Linked DNA regions of Zea mays: region 1 is linked to region 2. A link is a contact called in public Hi-C data. All regions are on one chromosome and are shown on one strand. The core of a region is the stretch at or near the end of the contact, and the rest is flanking DNA. Distances in the headings are between cores, read along the strand shown. Region 1 holds the start of LOC100383201. Region 2 has its middle 27 kb from the start of LOC100192014.

Region 1 (6,028 bases), core at 2,180-4,679, 240 kb before region 2:
TTAACAGCGTCTGCTTTAGACAATGGTACAGGAACAGCCTATGCAAGAAATTGGGAGGATTACCATGTAGCATGATCATGGCAAAGTTTCGGCACAATTGTAAATTTCATATCAGGTGTGAAGCATCCATACCTGCAGGTTTGCATGGTGAGAGCGTGGTGAAACCCACTCAAAGTAGACTGCAGTTTTTCCTTGCTTCTCAAAGTACTTACTCAGAGCAATCTTATATCTCCCAAGTTCTGCCTCTGCTTCCGGAGGCATCATCAATGTACTGGGGCAGTGTTCCACGGGAATCATTAGAACGTGATTTGGAACAAGTGGCCCCTTTGCAAGTGTGCAGTAGTAACCTTCACCGATGCTAATGACAAGATGTGACTCGACATCTGGACTCGACAAGCAGAACCAGCAACTGCTCTCCACTCGTCTTCTTTCACTGGAGTTCGAAAAATACAGAATGAGGTAAATACTAAAACAAAAGGCATGCCTACAGAGTCAGAAAAAGAGATTGTGTACTGCTTGTATTCTTGTTTTGTTATCTTCTTCTTTTAATGAAATGATACGCAGCCCTCATGCGTATTCAAGAAAAAAAGATTGTGCTGCTTTTCTCACCTAGGAGGTCTTGCATCCCTTAGAGCAGTCTCCCCAGAAAGACTGTGAACAAACTTGCATTCTGGGCCCCTCTCACATTTTCCTTTGTTTAGAAAATCAAAACAGACATTTCTCTGGTAATGCTCCACTGCCTCTTCATCATGCCTATAACTGCATCTACTCCCTCTTTGACAGGATCCTGAGGATACAAATTTGAAACACAATCCACCCCCACCAGCTTCCCCATGCCTTTGCCGCTTGACATCATAACGCCAATATTGTGAATCTATGTTCTCCGCTGCACGTTTTGGAGCTTCTTCGATAGGAACTGATTTTGCTGAACCAACATATGGTGACAAAGTGGCGTTTGGAGGCTTGGCATTGATATCAGCACTGGACATGACAGATGCTGGAGTAGGAGAAATCGCATGAATAAATTTCTGAAAAGTATATGCAATAAGTACACAATTAATGACTTAAATTGCTAGGTAATTACAATGTATCAATGATGTAGCACATTTGAAGTAGAATTTTTTGGCTAGTAGGTAACATATAACTGGGAAGCAATTAGTTATTTGACACATATACTAAGTTACTGAAGATAAAAATGCATGAATGATTTTTATATCTCGGAAGGAACTCGACCTGCGGGGAGTAAGACAGCCCCTAGGCATTGTATTAAGAATACCTTCTCACGCAGGTCGAGAAAACCCCCGAACCCTTGCCCCACCCATACACAGCGGCACCATATCCCATGTGAGAACGACCGGGACCAAGCATGTGCTTTGGCATGGGACAGACGAGGGAATTTTTTAACTATGGTCTGAAATTCGCTCCCACAAGGAATCAAACTCAAGACCTGATGAGTACTACTCAGACCACCTAACCAACTCAATCTTAAAACATATCCCCTCCGGTCATAAATAAGCGATTTTTGGATTGTGTGCAGTCTACTATTTCAAATTTCGATTCAAATTTACCTTTTTGCGTGTTGAATTTGGATATATTTGAAAATGATATGAGTAGGTTTGTCTTGAAAAGTAGTTTTAAAACAGATACTTTTGATGACAAAAAAAAGTAGTCCAAATTGCATTCTGAGAAGTGGGAACCATGTCCATGTCCAAATAATCTTGGATACAGTAGTGTGCAAAATACTATAGAGGATAAAAAGGTAGTATAAATATGAACGAACAGGTTTTCTTTCTTTTTTGAACAAGAAGTTGGTTTGATCTGTATATAGATACCTGCTTCTCTTTGTTTCCAACATTAGCAAGTCCAATAAAGCGGGTAACATGAGCAGCAGAATCATTGACATATGGTTCCCTTGAGTAAAAGACACCTTTTGTGCCAGCAATGTGATATCTGCATGAACCAAACGATGTCACAAATCTGGATAAGCTTACATTATGTTTTCTGCTACATAATGCACAAATCACTGATCAGCTTAATTTAGTAGTCAGCAACAGAGTATATATATTATAATAAAAATATTATTGTTTATATCCCTTCCTTAGACCCCACTCATGTGGGAGCCTCTGGGACTGGGTCTGCCCTTTTTACAATATCAGCATTACAGCCGTACGGAAGCTGCATGTTAATGCTTTAAGTTGACTTTCTCAATAACCATTTCCTTTTTGTGTATGAACTAGGAAGTCAGAACCAAACCTTGGTTTAATCTCAGCAACCAATTCAGCAACAATAGGATCATACCCATTGGGATCCAAAACCTGATTAGGCACATTGGAAGTGTCAGACCCACTGACCACTCCAGTCGGCCATTCATTAGTGCAATCTCGTTACTGTCAAGGGAACCTAAATTTGATGCATCCAGAATAGATGCTAACACAAAGCAACTCAATATTAATATTAGCAAGCAGTGAAAGAAACAGTATAAGGGAAAAAAGGATATGTCAAGAACAGATCGTCAATCCCTGGCTCTTCTGCAAGAGCCCGTAGGGCATCCACATCATCCTGGCTGTAACAGCCAGGCCCTCCTAACCCTTTCCTCCCTGACAAATAAACCACCGACAAACCTACAGACAGGAAACATTATGTATGGGTGTGCTAGAGGAAAGGTGAGACTAAATCAGTTCACATTCAGACTTTCAGGCATCACTAGTTCACTACACACTGTTCAATGAGGTTCCATAACACTTTTAAGGATGTCCAATTATACGAACAGGTTTTAGTATCTTCAACCACGAGAGGCGACTCCTGCTTAGTTGCCTGAGTGCGATATAGTGCAACATTCGACTAACTCCACAGTATCTCTGTCAAAAAATTTAACTAGCTGGTAGCAAATCTTTTGGCCTTGTATAATGAAATCAATTAGCAGCAGACCAAGAAAACACACCGTGGAGGGTGAAGCGGTTGCTTCCCCTAAGCCAGAAGACGTTGGGGCATATCTCGATGCCACCGGGTGCGAACCCGCGAGCACCAGCGGCGGCCTTCGATAGCAATCGCGGCGCGGCTGGGCCGTAGTCGCCGGTGAAGTAGGTCGGGATGGGCACGGAAGCGCGCCCCTCGAGGTAGTCGGTGACGTCCTCCGGTGAGCCCTCTGCAGCACCCTCGGGGGAGAAAAACTGCCCCACGCAGAGCAGCGCGTGGAACGGCCCCGTTGACTGGTTCACCTGCGGGTGGGCAGCGCACGGTGTTACGGACCGACGACACCAGCAAGAGGAGGAAGAGATAATGGTGGGAGGAGGGGGTAGCCACCGATTTGACGCGCTTGAAGAGCTGGTGGAGTCGGCCGTGGGCATCCCCGGCGAGGAGGATGCGCGGCGGCGCCGGGGCCGGCGAGGTGGCGGCCATTGTGGGTTGGGTTTTGGACTTTGGGACACGACGAACGGGACAGTGACAAACTTCGGATCTACAGTCCTTTTGGCCCGTTTCTTTGTGTGCTTTACTCTAATTGGGCCAGGGTTCCCCAAATTTGATTGGGCCAAAAAAGTAGGGGGTGTTTGGCTCAAAGAGTCAATCTATTCTAGATAAGGTAATACATTATATGACGACTAATCAAGTGCCCGTGCGTTGCAACGACATACAAAATATTAGTGCACAATAATTATATAAAAACAAATAACACATATTATCAATCTCAATCTTATAAACTCTCTGGCAACAACCAATGAAGAATTAAACTAATACAAATCAATTTACAATACAATGTGAAAACCAAAAAACAAAGTCTAAGGGTATGTTTGGTTGGGTTGTGGCTGTGAAAAAAGTTGATGTGGACTGTGAGCTGTGGAAAAATCTACTGTATGTTGTAAGTTGTTAAAAAGCTAAAAACCGTTTGGTGGAAACCACTAAAAGTCATTAAAAATTCTTCGATATATGTTTTCATAGTTCCATCTGAAAAGCCACTAAAAGCAGGTCCAGGGGTGCTTTCAGATTTGCACTACGAGAAAGTCGACTTTTAGAAAAAGCTGCTTCCTGGATCCAGCCCTTTGGTTGGCTTTTGGCTTTTAGGGGGGCAAAAGCCAAAGCCAAAAGTCAAACCAAACAAACCCTAAGAAGTGAGTACAATGTTTGTGCATTGCGAGGATTGAATGGTAACGAAGTGAATATACATTAAAATTCATACCAAAAGGACGAGAATAATAAGTGAGAGCAAAAATTCGGAATCTTTGTTTCTTATCCTAAACTCGAGTATTTGCAAATAACATCACATATGTTGTATTCTCGTACTTCATATTGTTTGCAACTAAACACTGACGTGCTTAATAATATTTTGTAGTTCTTCTAGAATATTGTCATTACATTCAGTCTGTACTTCATCAATTCTACCAAGAATTTGGTCCTCGGTACACTTGAAGTCTGTACATTCGGTATAAGACAACATTAAATTTAGTAAAAACAATTAGTTATAGAAAAAATGATATTGACCAAGTATTAGAACTACACAGTTACTCACAGTGGAAATGCAGGATAACCTTTTACCATTCCACGAGTGCATAAAGTTGATAACAAGAAAGCCTGACAAATCCCTACAAATTAAAATAACTCATTCTTACATATATATAGCCAAAATTATTTAGTTGACTTCAAGGTATAAGAAATTACCAGTTTAATGTTTTTGGAACCCATGATGGTACTATACGATGCCACATATAAATATCGTCCTTCCATGTAGGATTGGCCAATTCTATGGTGGCATTCATATTATGGCAATACTATGTGTTTTATGAATATAATGAATGCTTGGATCGTTACCCTTTAAACCATGATGGTAGAGGCATGGAGTCTATTATGAGTGTGTTTGGTTTGAGGAATTAAGTGATCCATCTTCTTCTCACTCCTCACTTTTTTATTTGGTTTATGGAATAGAATGGATTGATCCATCACCACCCCATTCTTCATAAGCTAATAATTAGTATATACATGAGGAGTGGGTTGATTCCACCAAAATTAATGGAATAAATTTATGATGCATCACCTCATGAAGCATAGAGTGACTCCACAAACCAAACACACCATATATAGATGCTTCTGGTGTTCATGTTAAATACATATAAACTGAAGTGACCCAAGAAACAAAAGGGCAATAGAATCTGTAAGTTAAACAAAAGGAGTATAGCTTACTTGGCTGCAATCTGAAATATTATACTCCATGTCAAGCCAACATTCAAATAAATTTGCCAATACATTGGTATCTAGCTTTGCACGAAGGCGAGGGTCTTGACCATAATTAGATATGGACTATTTATTGTCATTTCAGTAAAATATAGTGATGTCGGCGTTTCGACCCCGGGGGGTCCCTGGACCGACGAGTAAATTGTCGCTGCGTGTCCCAGCCCAGATGGGTCGGCGCGAGACGGAACACAAAGGGGGGAAGAACAGCAAAAGGGGAAGTCGCGGCCTTCGTGTTGTCCTGCGCCCAGGGTGGATGCGCTTGCAGTAGGGGGTTACAAGCGTTCGCGTGGGAGAGAGAGAGAGACTGTCAGCTAGCCCGTTCTCCCGCGCGGCCACCTTCTCGTACGAGAGCCCTGGACCTTCCTTTTATAGACGTAAGGAGAGGGCCCAGGTGTACAATGGGGGGTGTAGCAATGTGTTAACGTGTCTAGCTGAGAGGAGCCAGAGCCCTAAGTACACGCCGACATGGCTGTTGGAGAGGTGTTGCTGCCCTGTTCATGTGATGTCGTGGCCGTCGGAGGAGTGCCTGAGCCTTGAAGGAGTACAGCTGTCGGAGCTGTCGGGTCCTTGCTGACGTCTCCTTGCTTTCGTAAGGGGCTGAGAACCGCCGCCATCATGGAGCACGCGGGGTGCCATCATTGCTTGTTTACCGGGGCGAGCCAGATGGGACGCCGATCTTGTTCCCCGTAGCCTAAGCTAGCTAGGGGTAGGGTAATGATGGCCCTCCTATGACGTGGTCGGTCCGAGCCCGGGGTCGGGCGAGGCGGTGACTCCTCCGAGGTCGAGGCTGAGTCCGAGCCCTAGG
Region 2 (5,508 bases), core at 2,521-5,020:
CCTTTCTGATATAAATGTCTAAAATGTCCTTGTTTCATATTTGCCCTTTGTATATATCATGAACCTTGTGAAACCTTGTCTCACTCTCCCTTTCCCCCCTACCTAGATGATGAATCCCAATGAAGACAAAGTGGATGATGTCAATGACAAGATTCCAACCCCAACAGTGGTGAAAAGGAAGGATGAGTCACATGGATATCTGTTGAACGGAATGAAGAACAACAAGAGGACCAGAAGAATGTTTGGGTACAAGATTAAATCGCCTCAACCGCAAGCAGAAGCGCCAGAACTCGTGACTACCCAAATGGGAGAATCAAATCAAGCTAAGTTGTTCAACATGCAGGCAACCGATCAACCATCATCTGCTGGCAATCAAGCAAAACTGACTCGCAGAGAGGTCAAAGCAAGGGGTGCTTGTTTCTACTGCAAAGAACAAGGGCATTTCATTCGCCAATGTCCCAAGAAGCGTTTAGACCGGCTCGCGAAGAAGGCCTTCAAGCAGAACTCAACCAGTGATAATCAAGAAGAAATTGTCTTCACCCACTCAAAGTACAAAGTAATTCAAACAAGTGATGAGGGCGGCAGGTTGCTGAACATAAGCGTCGAGCCGAGAGAGTGATGAGCCTCTTGTTAGTGGGTAGATCTGTTTGTAAGGTCTTGTGAACAGCCGATGAACCAACCTTGTTTTTCTTGCTAGCTTCTTCTTGAATCCCGGGACGAGATTCCTGTTAAGGGGGTTAGATTTGTAACACCCTAAATTTGGGGTATAAAACTTCTTTTCTAATATCCACCAAATTCAGGTGTTACCCTCTTCTTTACTTGCTTTTCTTCCCTCTTTTTTGTTTCTAAATAATTGACATTAACTTTATTATATATATATATATATATATGAGTTTTTGGCATAGCAAAATAAAATCCTAAAGAAGCTTTGATTGTTGCATTCATGTCGTTGCATAATATTTATGAGTGCAAATGTTTTTCAAACTATATCGATTTATCTTGATCTTGTTTCCAGAGGCTTTCGGGAACCTTCAAACATTTCTTCGAGTATTAAAATATGAACTTTAGTTTTTCTAATAATAATTAAATACTTAAAATTTAGTATTTGCGAAAACTACAAAATCTTGGAAACTCAATAATATATATATATATATATATATGTGTGTGTGTTCCTCTCGTCGAGCCCGTTCTAGACCTCGTGTCCTTTTCACGGGATCGTTAAAATGTCTTTCCTCGCAAACGCCATGTTGCTCGTGTCTACCCTCGTCGTGCTCGCAATCGCCTCTCTCTCGCCCGGTCGTGACACAATTTACGATGAATGTAACACCCCTAGTGTTTATATTGCGAACGACAACAAGTATGGATTTAAGCGCGAGATATCAGTAAATAAAATGGTCACTGAATTCTAGTCATCTTTGTCTATCACGATCTTAATATCGTATATGTCTTCGTCTATCTAAGTCATTTAAAAAATTAGAGAAATTTGGACTTTAAAAATCTTTCAAGACGTTGAGTCTATGTTGTTCAGATCGATCGAGTACGTGAATGTGATTTCAGAAAGAGTTCGATTTTATAAATTCGACCACAATCCATATCCAAGAAAAATAAGGCGTAGAGTTATAAATTGAGCTGCTCTCTAGCTGAATGTTCAGATAGCGATGAAATTCGTTTAGGTTCAACTAAATCGAATGTCTATTAAAATATCGAATCCAATATCGTTTGGTTTGATCCGTCGACGTCGGGCTAAAACTCAGCCTTGTAATTTTGCCCCAAACAAATTTATTTAAAATTCGACAAATAAAGTTTTCAGTTCAAAATAATCTTGACCCTGTGTGTTAATTGAGAAATCGTGTTCGAAGATTTATAATTGAGTTTTGTTTTCCAACAATTTTTCAACGGCAGAGAAATTCAATGTTCGGGTATAAATAACTGGTATAAATTTATCTGATTCTAGGAATCTTCACCAAATCAAATATTGCCTAAACATTGTAGCCTGACAAATTTTAGGTCTGATCATTTATGTATCTTGTCCAAAAAAACCTGATATCTAGGATTGTATTTATATTTGTTTTCTCTCCAATTACAAAAAAAGAAGAAAATATCCTCTCTTGATTTTTATCCCCATCGCACATCACACATTTCTTCTTCTCCGTGCACATCACACATTTCTTCTTCTCCGTGCACGTAAGCTTCTGGACTCAGGGGCGGAGGGCCCAGTATGGCTTTGTATTGCTTGGACAATACCTTGGCGTAGCCCAAGAAATTAACCACAAGGAACAAATCGAGTCCTAACCCTAAAGCTTCCTGCTCTAGCCACTCGCAAACAAGAACACAGCCGCCGAGGCTCCCCTCGCAAGAATGCATCCGCCAGCTCTGTCGCAGCGTTGCTCCGTCCACCTCCGGCCTCTCCCGACTCATCAGCGTCGGACCATCGAGCTCCTCCCCGCTCAGGACCTCTGACACCGAGCTCCGCATATTCTACTCGGCGCTGCCCAGCATTGCCAGGTCTTCTCCAGCGCCATGTTCCAACGTCTGCCTAGGCGTCGTGCGGCCGGTGCCGCCGTGCCGAGGTGCGCCCCCGCTCCCTGCCCGAGCCTAGTACTCTCCTCTGCCTAGCTCCTGTTCGGCGGTGTTCCGCCCGTCCCGCTAGCCGCCTAGAGCAACCAGCAAGAAGCAACTAAAAGCTCTACGGCCTCCAAAGATTATTAGTATTATTAGTTCATCCGATAGGTTATTAGTTCATTCTAGAACACCCAACCCGATTGATTCTCAGAATATTTTGCTTGGGGGACCATGTTGGTGGCCTTGCTTGCCTGATTTTTTGATCGTTGTAAGCGCAAAACTGGAACCAGATGAATTTTATGATGAAATTCTATCACTAATTTATCATATTTAGGCTGCCAAGATCGTACGCTATCGGCCTGCCTTTACAGGCACCCTGAAAACTGAAACATCCATCCAGGAGCACCTAGCTATTTTCGCACGCTAAGAACTAAAATGCGATGCGCAACCAAACAATGTGTTCAACTCGTTCTTCCACATCAGCTACTCACAAACCGTGTAAATGCAAGTGTAGATATGTACAACAACCTTTTACCGGTTAGGATTAGACTCAACTGAAGATATATCTTTTCACTTATTTCACAGTTTTTATTTCAATTTATCATTATTAGTCCATTTTCTCTTTTCCAGATTTTATCGCTATATAACATTTGGATGTAAATATATTATGATCGCTATGACTCTTGTTCATCACTTATTTTGTAGTTATGAATTGCTTTAGACTGTGTTATGAATTTTTTTCATTATTAATTTAGCAATACCTTAATTTTGGTTCGTCCTCCACCACTATTTGCTGGCATGCCTCTCTCATCTCGTCCTATCTGCAACCTTCGGTCGTATCGACTGGAGGGCCATCCGATCCGCGGCTCCAGATCGGAGTATCGGGCCAATGAACGAACGAGCTACAAGTTCGGTACCCGGGCGGGGCCAGAGGTGGTTGTCTTTCCCCGATCTCATCGTGTCTCCAGGGCGGAGGCCATGCGATCGGAATTGAATTCCGTGGCAGGGAGGGAGGGGGGTTGCGAGTTTACCCCCACACCAGTAAACAACGTGATGGCGCCGGAGCCAACGCAATGGGGCGCGATCCGTCCGTCCGTCCGTCCATGGGTTTTTAAAGCCACGAATCTACTCCCCTGCTCTGTCCTGTCGTGGAACAAGAGCAAAGGTACGTGCCGCCCCGCCTGGGCCTGCCAAACGCAAGCCTGTGGGTGCGGTCTGTGGTGCGCGCCATGGATCGGAGCTGCTGCCCACGCATGGGCGCGTCGCCGCCGCCGCTGCCCATGCGCTTCGACAGTCCCGTCCACTGTTCTGCTTCTGCAGGAGATCATACATACGTATGGGTGGTGCTCATTTTCAGCGAGCAGGAGCTTGCGGCACTGCTTTCCACGCCCGAAGGGGGGCACCATGGCGCTAGCTGGACCTGGAAAACACAGACTGCTCGCTGCAGTTTCAGCTGCTCCTGAATCGTTTTACTCTGTTCAAGCACGGATTTCTCGATCGATCGGGGGGAGCAGGACTAGCAGATGGTGAGCCTCGCACCTGGCAAACCAAACCAAATCAGACGGATAGAGTTTCGTCAACTCTAGATTAAAAAAATATAGATATAGGTTCAATTTTTCCTCCAAAATGCTACCAGCTCGCTCTACCGTGGATCTGATCCACCAAAACTATAGATTTGGCCCCCAGATTTAATACATTAGAGTCTGTTTGGAAACACATTATTTTCCTAATTCCAATATGATACTGTGGTATTTCAGTACACCATGATATTTTAGGACAAAACGTGTACGAAATCATATCTGGAAACTCTATATTTTAAATCATGGTTTCACCAATACCATAATATTTTGGTTCTAAAAAAACTTTGGTCTAGACCAAAACTTTTCGCTGGCGCACGACTACGGTCTTGCACTTTATCCTTCCCTCCTATGCCGCAACCAAAATATTGTGTTCTCCAAACGAGTGTTGGATTAGGTTGATGTGAAAATATACCATGGTTGTGTCATATGACATTTAGTAAATTGTGGTTTTTAAAAACAATGTTCCCAAATAGGCTGGAGCTCCCCGATGGGCGCTCCACCAAATTCATTTTTAATGAAGTTGAACAAAATTACCCACCATACAACTAATTACGAAAAATGGGTTGTTCTAAATTTTTTCTGATCGCCTTCTCTTCCTGTCATCGACCAGAGCCACGCCACCCCATCTCGATCACGAGAGAAACACCGCCCTTCACTAGCAACCCTCGCCGGTAGCACGCGCCTCAGCCCTCCGATCGACCACGCCTGCATCCCTAGCCACCATGCCCCCATGGACATCTATGCGCTCCACTAGCTAGGCCATGCCACCATGCCCCTATGGTTGGACGTGCACTCACTTAAGGCTTTGTTTGGGTACATAGGGATTGAAGTGTATTGAGGTGTATTGAAGGGGATTGAAAAAAAATTAGTTCATATTACACTTCAATACACCACATACCACCTCAATCCACTTCAATCCGAGATTACCCAAACAAACCCTAACGAGGCCAAGCCCACCAATCAGGGCCATGCTCGTGTTGGGCAAGGTCAGGGTTGCACTCGCACTGCCCGGGGTAGGGCTGGTCGTCGGCCATGCCTGTTGTGGCCATGTGAGTCTATGACTCCTATGGCCCTATGAACATATGTAGGAGGGAGGTGAAAGCTCTCGTGTGATTTTGGTAATTGAAACCACTAGTAGACTTATCTCAATTCTAAGTATTATAAATAAGATAGACTAGTTCTATATCCAAGATTGAAAAGGAATGATAATCATAGAAAGTATGATCTTAGCCATAAAGAACAATAAGTGCTCAACATGAAAAGAAGAAGAAAACAAAATGCAAGGGCTCAAGACAAAGGTGTAGCTAGGGATTTTGTTTGCTGATCAAGATATAATAGAGTGTGTGATTGGATTTAGAATAAGTAC

What was found. Hi-C and Micro-C count contacts between places; a contact is called where the count stands out from the background.
Region 1: a contact with region 2 is called in a Hi-C map of ear, with 2.2 times the contacts expected there. The contact joins the promoter of LOC100383201 here to the enhancer-like site in region 2. A contact is called at or near these places in 3 of 25 Hi-C or Micro-C datasets (ear, leaf and tassel).

Annotation. Positions count from the first base shown.
Region 1 is chr7:103,404,031-103,410,058 of Zm-B73-REFERENCE-NAM-5.0, reverse strand. LOC100383201 reads right to left here and starts at 3,429. Exons shown (of 10, transcript NM_001175863.1): 1 at 3,304-3,429; 2 at 2,942-3,218; 3 at 2,498-2,621; 4 at 2,254-2,373; 5 at 1,833-1,950; 6 at 610-1,028; 7 at 133-433; 8 at 1-38. The coding sequence starts at 3,399.
Region 2 is chr7:103,162,808-103,168,315 of Zm-B73-REFERENCE-NAM-5.0, reverse strand. No RefSeq gene overlaps it. Among protein-coding and RNA genes, the nearest start is that of LOC100192014, 27 kb to the right of the region's middle. Within about 2 kb of position 3,770, at least 9 of the 20 cell types and tissues checked have an H3K27ac peak or open chromatin away from gene starts, as enhancers often do. A contact at or near this core is called in ear, where this site is marked.